Linked DNA regions of Bicyclus anynana: region 2 is linked to region 1. A link is a contact called in public Hi-C data. All regions are on one chromosome and are shown on one strand. The core of a region is the stretch at or near the end of the contact, and the rest is flanking DNA. Distances in the headings are between cores, read along the strand shown. Region 1 holds the start of LOC112052505 (arfGAP with SH3 domain, ANK repeat and PH domain-containing protein). Region 2 overlaps LOC112052505 (arfGAP with SH3 domain, ANK repeat and PH domain-containing protein).

Region 1 (3,965 bases), core at 880-3,379:
ATTTTATATACCTTCTGTAACTCAAGATAATCTTTTTCAACTTCTTCAGAAAGTTTTACAGCCTGATCTAACTTTTCCAACAGTACAGGAAACACTGCAACTGAACTTTTTGTGATTTTTTCAACTTGTGTGTCTTTGATGTCTGTTAAGTTTTCGAGAATTGCAAACAAGTTTTCCACTTCTCTGTCACCTCTCTTTTCCTATAAATAAAAAAAAAATTGATTAAACATTAGAGAGACTTACCCTAATAGGGGGAGGGGTAGGGGGGTCTCCCCTACCTTAATCTTAAAGCGAGGAAACTGATAGTTTTTTTTTATGAATTTAAAAAATAATAATATTAGATAATAATTATATACAATAATAGTTCAATTACCTCAAATTCTTTTAACATAAACTTAATTTCACCATTGAGGAAAGGGCGATGGTCAAATAATCTTGACCAGACTTCACTAATTTCTGTAAAGAAAATTAAAAGTATTTATACTTTCCAAACATTTTACAATCGTTATTACCTATGAAATCTTATTATGTAAGTATACTTTTTTCAAATAGAGTAGTATTTAGGAATTCTAAGGAAAATTAAATGTTTAAAATATTATGAACAAACCCCGTGACAGCTCCGTCATTATTTTTTGAACTGCGTTGCCAATATCTATTTTTCTAATTCCCCATAAAATAAGTGAACTTCCCCAAATATGGCAAAAAAAATATTTATTATAAAATATTTCATTCCCTGCCAGCAGAAATAAAGGATAAAGTAAAATTAATTTAGTTTTTATTCATATTATTCATTGGGGCTTTTGCCATTTTAAAATTCCATTTTTTAATTTTATTACTTATATAATATTAATAGGATAATTTACCATTTTTTGACAATCACCCTGGGTATTACTGAGTATATTTTTATCGAGTTTATAGTAGTCGTTAGGATATATAGTATAGTTGAATATATCAAAAACGTTTCACTTAGCGATCAAGATTTCAGGAATGACCAAAACACTCTCACATACCTAGAGCTATTCCACATGCCAACCAATGCGAAAACAACACATGGCACACAACGATCCTTCTAAAGATATAGATCAAAATAACAAAAGTACTGTTACGATCTATGTATTTTGTTTTACTGATTACTTGAAAAAAAATGGTTCTAACATTAGATGCAATTCCCCGCAAGTTCAGGAACTCCTTACAAGTTGGCAATGCTGACTTGATATACATTTCTATAGTCTATGACACAACGTAGACAGATTATATTTATTTAATCTCCTTCTACGATTTTTTGATCAATGTTGATTACTCTATGACAGATAGAGTAATCAAATAAGGAGATGCATCGCACGATCAGACCAGATACAACATATGGGTTTACAGTTTGGATCGTGCCGCGATGCAAGAACCAGCTCATGACTAAGGGCCCCGTATGGGTTCGAAACTAGTCGGGCATACTCCGACCTAATATCACGTGAGTTTTAGCCGTGTTTCATAATCAATTAATGGGTTTACTCAAATTTACTAATAAAATTATGTCCTTTTTTTAAAGGAGGACTAGATAAACCCACACATCGAAAATTATTAAACACCAACAAATATATTTTGTGTCCTTTCACACAACTATAAATTTGATTCGCAAAACACTTCGTGTAATTTCTACACTTATCAACAGACATAACGTTTAGACATTAATTAAAAATTTGACGTGATTAAGTAATTTATGTAAGTTACATTTCCATTATATAAAATACAACCTTTACTTAAATGTCAATATATAATTATTAGAATGATGAAACGTAACTTCATCTTTTAGTCAACTAGAAGTTGTTGGCCATTTTTTATGCCGTTTAAGTACACAAACCATAATTTTTAAGGAGTTCTTTAAACGAAAAAACGATTACAACAATAAGACATCGATTCTTTATAAACAGTTTTATTAACGCGTTAGATCGTTGATCTTTTACTTTGACAGAGGGGCAACCTCTAGCGAGGTAGAGCAGGTCCATTTACAGCCCACGTCTGAGCTCTGTCATTGACCCTATTTACTTTGACAGTTGTCTATAGTCAATATCCAGTCATTTCATTCACAATCGTTCGCCATTCTATTTCTTACAACATCACTTCATTCAATTCAATTAGTTTTAGTTTGTTCATTCATGATTACAGAGATGGATGTGTTTGTTTGCTAACTTGATGCGAAATTGTTTTTATTTTGCGCAGTGATTTGTGGTTAACAAAATGTGTTCCCTTTAAATTGAGTATTTAGAAAAATGTTTTTTGTAATGTGTTTGGTTTTAATTGAATGATTATCGAGAATTCGTTTTAGTGCAAATAAAATATTGTGTTATAATGCCGGGTCTTATTGGTATCGGTGAATTTATTGACGAAACTCGAGAGGATTACAGTTCGCCAACCACCTCTACGTTTGTTTCGCGTATGCCACAATGCCGGCAAACTATCAACGCTTTGGAAGAGGTGAATACTATGCTAATCACTATTACGATATTTTCACATTTACAAATTGAAATCGAATCGTTTACGATAAATAATTGAAAACGTCACGTATTTCCTGACGAGACCTTGTTTTGAAAAGCTTTTTTATTTAATATATTTCCGTTGTGGTAAAATAACCATATTATTCAACCACAATATTCCATTGTGGGTAATAAGTACAATTTTATTAGTATATACGTAATAGGAAACGTGATAATATTATATTATAACCAAATAACAGCTTTATCAGCCAAAAAATTTGTGTAAACATCGATTGTGTAAATTGATATTTTATAGACTAGACTAACGTTCCAGTGATGACTAACAAATATAACCGCCAAGCGATATAGCGTTCTGGTACGATGTGGTGCAAATACCAATATTATGAGAACTGTCTAAAACTGCCACGCTGATATTTGATATGAGGGTATCGCCACTTGCCATTAAGAGTAGTTGCATCCAGAAGTAACTGAAATATATTTCAATGAATTTAAATTCCAACGAAAATCACTTCCTTATAAGATCCACTTTTAACCTAGCTCATGTCTAATGTCTTTATTATTAGATCTCTTCTGTTTAATTAACAACCCATATTCAGCTAACTGTTGAGCATGAGTATCCTCTCAGAATGAGAGGGGTTAGGCCTTAGTCCACCACGCTGGCCCAGTGAGGATTGGCAGACAATGCACACAGAGAATTAAAAAAATTCTCAGGTATGCAGATTTCCTCACAATGTTTTACTTTACCATATTTCATATCAACTGGGCTATCATGTCTAAAATCCTGGGAATGTTTAGCTTTTCACGAAGATTAAGAGGTACCTATGTTATCTTGGTTTTTCTACCATTCAAAAGGTTTTGTAAGACTCAACAGTAACAGATGCTAAGTTTTTGATGATATGATTAAGATAAATGATATCTCATGATACCCCATAGAAAATGTAAAAAATCATGTTATTATTACTGAAAAATTGAGGTTCTAGACCTTTAAAACCCATTATGTCCTAAAATCACAGGCCACCAAAGTCTTAACTCCATAGTTGCCTACAGTAGTCTGTACATAGCTAGTAGACGATTAGCCAAACAAAAATGGAATGATGTGCACACTTGCATTAGAAATCAAATCAAAATCAAATCAATAATCATTTATTTCAAGTAGACTCAGTTTACAAGCACTTTTGACACGTCAGTTGACTATTTGTAAAGATTCTACCACCGGTTTGGAAGGCAGGTTCTGCTGAGAAGATACCGGCAAGAAACTCAACAGTTGCTCTTTAGAGGGGGCACATAATATTTTACACACAACACGGTATATATGACACAGTATTTTATAAAAGCTAAAAGTTTGCCCATTTCTGATCTTAGTAGTCCATGTAGCAGTACAGACATCATAATATATTGCAAAATAGGTTGTGATAGCAACATATAAACCAAAGTGAAGAAAACCAGGAGATAATAAATATATATTTTTTTTAAAGA
Region 2 (3,965 bases), core at 589-3,088, 47 kb after region 1:
ATATTTTGTCTCCGTATTCGCACGGGAACGGGAACTACGCAAGTGAAAATGCCGGGTGTCGGCTACTTTAGATATAAACACTTACATACACAGTATAAATGTAATTACGCACATAAATAATTCAAATACGATAGTGTAATGGTTGAATTCAATATTGTAAAGGAGCGAATGTATAATAAATAACAACAATCTTTGTATCATTATGCGTCATATTAAAATGATGGCATAGTTGTCCAGCATTATGACTGAGCGGGTTTTATTCATTAGAAGCAGTTTACGGTTACCTTTCGAGTGTACCTGGTGTGACGCCGAACCGCTCTGCTGACTCCATTTCCTGATGAGATTTGATCCTATGCGTGTACGTTTCTATCCGTTCTAGTTTCTAAATGTTATTATATCTCATATATTCATGTTATCCTAGTACCTATTCTTAAGACTTGTCTCAGATTTGAAACCTATGCGTGTACGTTTCTATCCGTTCTAGTTTCTAAATGTTATCATATCTCGTATATTCATGATATCCTAGTACCTATTCTTAAGACTTGTCTCAGATTTGAACCTATGAGTGTACGGTTCTATCCGTTCTAGTTTCTAAATGTTATCATATCTCGTATATTCATGTTATCCTAATACCATAAGACTTGTCTCAGATTTGATCCTGCATGTAAGTTTCTACCCGTTCTAGTTTCTAAATGTTATCATGTCATTGTCGTACCCACTCTTAGTACAGTCTTTCCCGACTAGTTGGGGTGAAATAGGAATATTGGTCATGTTTAAAAGATATGGCAAATAAACTATTAAAAAAAAACTAGCGGACGCGCGGGATTCCGGGTGAGTTTCTATTTTTTTACGCGGGAACAATTAACTTTTCTAAGATAAAAAGTAGCCTAAATTCTGCTCCAGGGTCCAATTTATCCCTATAACCATACAAATCGGTCCAGTGGTTGAGCCGTGAAAAGGTAAAAGACAGACAAATATATAGACTTACTTACAAACTATGATAGTGGAAGATAACTTCTATTATAAATATACTAAAAAGTTCAAGAAGGGGGAAGGTCCGACGACAAGATGAATCTGGTTTAAGTCTGCCATTGTCGTTTCCTTTCTTTGTGCGAAGTTTGAATGGAAAAAGTTGGTTATAAAGTCTTGTCAAAGGAAAGTTCGGAACAAAATATAAATCAATAAACTATTTCGTCTAGAAAATTCCGTGAGAAAAGTTTGCTGTTGATAAATTGTCTCTATAGATTGCTAAATGATAAATGAATAAAGTGAATCATTTTTAACAAACCTTACTTTTGGCTTTTATTATTAGAACGAACGTTATTCTATGCGGTTAACAGGAAATAAACTGAAGACGAAGGGTTGTAAATATAAATAATTTGCAACAATAATCAAGTTATGCATTTATTAACAGGTTTACAATCAATCGTTGTTGTCTATAGATACAACTTAATAACAATTTATAAATCAATATCGTCGGTCTAGATGTGATACCTCGTAACTAACAATTTTTGGTAAAAATTGATTTTTATGCAGAAAGCTTCAATCAGCTTTTCCGGTGGTAGCCCGTAAATATCTTGTAGTACGTACATTAAAAAAGTTTTTGGTCGCATAAAACGACTTTTAGTGATACCTAAATGATGTTTCTTGTCTCTCCTGTAAAGTTCTTCAGTTTGCACATACGAGCTATCACATCTAGACCGACGGCGACGATATACTATATAAAGGATAGCCAGGAGTACGTACGAGAGCTAGTGTTATTAATGATGGAAAAGTGGTTGGTGTTTAGTTAAGCCGATGCGATACAGTAGCGTCAGGTCATCGACCGGCCTTGCGCCGCGCAGGGCCGCTGCCGTGCCGTCTTGACCCTCGCTTTGTTCTGTGACTGTTCCGCCGAGAACAGTCCTGGCTTCGGTGTAAACCTCAGACCAATTATTGTATAACCTGCCTCGCTAGACGTTACTTTTCTGTCAAAGTATATGGTCAACGATCTAATGCGATTATAAAAACTGTTTCTATAGAATCGATGTTAAGTAGTTGTAATCGTGTTCGTCGGTTAAAGAGCTCCGTAAAAATACCTTTTGTGTAATTGAATTGTGTAAAAAACGGGCAAAAACTTCTAGTTTAGTATAAAATATATACCAAATCTTAGCTCGTTTTCCTCAGAAAATGACAGACAATTTTGTTCGTGACTGTGAATGCGATACAGGTCCTCCTATAATTGGTCTGAGGTATAAACCCACCCACGCGCTCGCAGCCTGTGCCTGTTTGCGCATAAGCTATTGGCTGACTGTTTTGTAAGTAACAGAAACTTCGGATGTGATACCGCTATAGACAAATTCTATTAACGTTATCCATTTGCAAACTATATACTAACGGACGCCCGCGACTACGTCCGTGGAATTTAGTTTTTCGCCAGTTTCGCTAAAATTATATCCAGGGTATTGTCTACCTTCGTCTTAAATTTCAGCCAAATCAGTTCAGTAGTTGCGACGTTAAAGAGTAACAAACGTGCAAACAAACTTTCTCGTTTATAATATTAGTAGGATTATCAACTAGCAGACGCCCGGTGCTTCGTATGCCTAAAATTCAGTTATTCACAAATCCCGCGGGATTTTTTCGGGATAAAGACAGATCACACAGGAATAAACTCCTCTGTTTCCCAGTGTCGCATTAAAATCGTTCCAACCGTTCCAATGATTAGCCCGGACAAACAGACGAAATTTTTAAAAAAAGTTTGATTGTGCATTGGTGTCATAATCACTTGATAAAACTTGGTTATTTTGTAATCACAGATAGACACTTCAATTTTATTTAAATGTTCGATGTTCGATCAACAAGTGTGCAACTGTGCAATGTTATAGATAAGTTAATGGTATTTAAGGATAAAGTTGTAGGAAAAAAATCAAATAAATTCCCCAATCATATGGCCATGCGATAACTACATATAAACATAGTGTGAACAGCCGGCGAGACGCCAAGACGAGTGCACAAGGTCGTGTATATTATTGCACAACTATGAAATATAAATCTGGTTCCACTATGGCACGATGCGCGTACTCGTGCGTCATCGAATACAATTTTAACTCGCGGAAGGGCGAGCAATTTGTATTTCTACAGAGCGATCTGCCGGTAATACTGACGCCTTGTTAACTTGGGACTCCGGATGCGTTTAGGGAATCCCACGCACCATGTGGCGTCTCCCAGTCTGCTAAACACGTTCGTAATAGTCATAGGCAGTGGCGTGTGTAAGGTATGCATTATAAGTAAAAATTGGAAAATTCCTTTTCCGACTAAGTACGTATTTGGTCCAACGTTTGTATTCCTGTATTATGTCCTTGGGGTAGGCAGACCTTTTTTGCATCTGTGAAGTGCACGTCATTGGTAGTAGGATTCCGGTTTGCCAAAAGTTAAGTATGCAGTTACTAAAGCGTCATAGGGACTGATTAGATGATAGGAAGAATAATTGGTTATTTATGTACTTTTTTCGCTTTCAGTGCCGAGAAAAACACTACTGACATTATTACTTCGGCTTTTAGTAATCATCAGAAAGTAATAGCGATTATTTCCTTCAAAATAAAAAAAGTAACCGCGCTTGTGGCTCGAGAACAGAAATAATAGGTACAAGGGTTTTATTTTGTAACTTTGAAACTTAAAAGGAGAATGCGCGTGAACCCCGTTATACCCCCGTATAAAAGTATATAGAGATGATAATATGATGTATAAAAAATTAATTAATTTGCTTAATAGTATTTTTCTTAAAGAAATAACATTTTGTTATCTTTCTCCTTGCTCAAAAAGTTCGCCGGTGTACCAAGGCGGCCAAGTATCATTATTTTTTTCTGTTACCAACAAGCTTAACAAACAAGAAAACGTACAAACAAACCAATCATATAAGTCTTCAAAAAATTATGTAAAACTCAGGCTGTATGGTCAACGATCTTTGCTTGTCACCGTTGGAGACA

Evidence for each region. A called contact is a pair of places that touch in the nucleus more often than the background predicts.
Region 2: a Hi-C map of whole larva shows a contact between it and region 1, with 5 times the contacts expected there. The contact joins the enhancer-like site here to the promoter of LOC112052505 in region 1. A contact is called at or near these places in 2 of 2 Hi-C or Micro-C datasets (whole body and whole larva).

Annotation. Positions count from the first base shown.
Region 1 is chr1:6,536,678-6,540,642 of ilBicAnyn1.1, forward strand. It overlaps LOC112052505 (arfGAP with SH3 domain, ANK repeat and PH domain-containing protein), which reads left to right and starts at 2,130. Exons shown (of 17, transcript XM_052884275.1): 1 at 2,130-2,469. The coding sequence starts at 2,344. It overlaps LOC112052510 (biogenesis of lysosome-related organelles complex 1 subunit 5), which reads right to left and starts at 668. Exons shown (of 4, transcript XM_024091621.2): 1 at 608-668; 2 at 374-456; 3 at 12-200. The coding sequence starts at 626.
Region 2 is chr1:6,583,638-6,587,602 of ilBicAnyn1.1, forward strand. All of the region lies in intron 4 of LOC112052505 (arfGAP with SH3 domain, ANK repeat and PH domain-containing protein), which reads left to right. Among protein-coding and RNA genes, the nearest start is that of LOC112052505, 47 kb to the left of the region's middle. Within about 2 kb of position 1,839, at least 8 of the 8 cell types and tissues checked have open chromatin away from gene starts, as enhancers often do.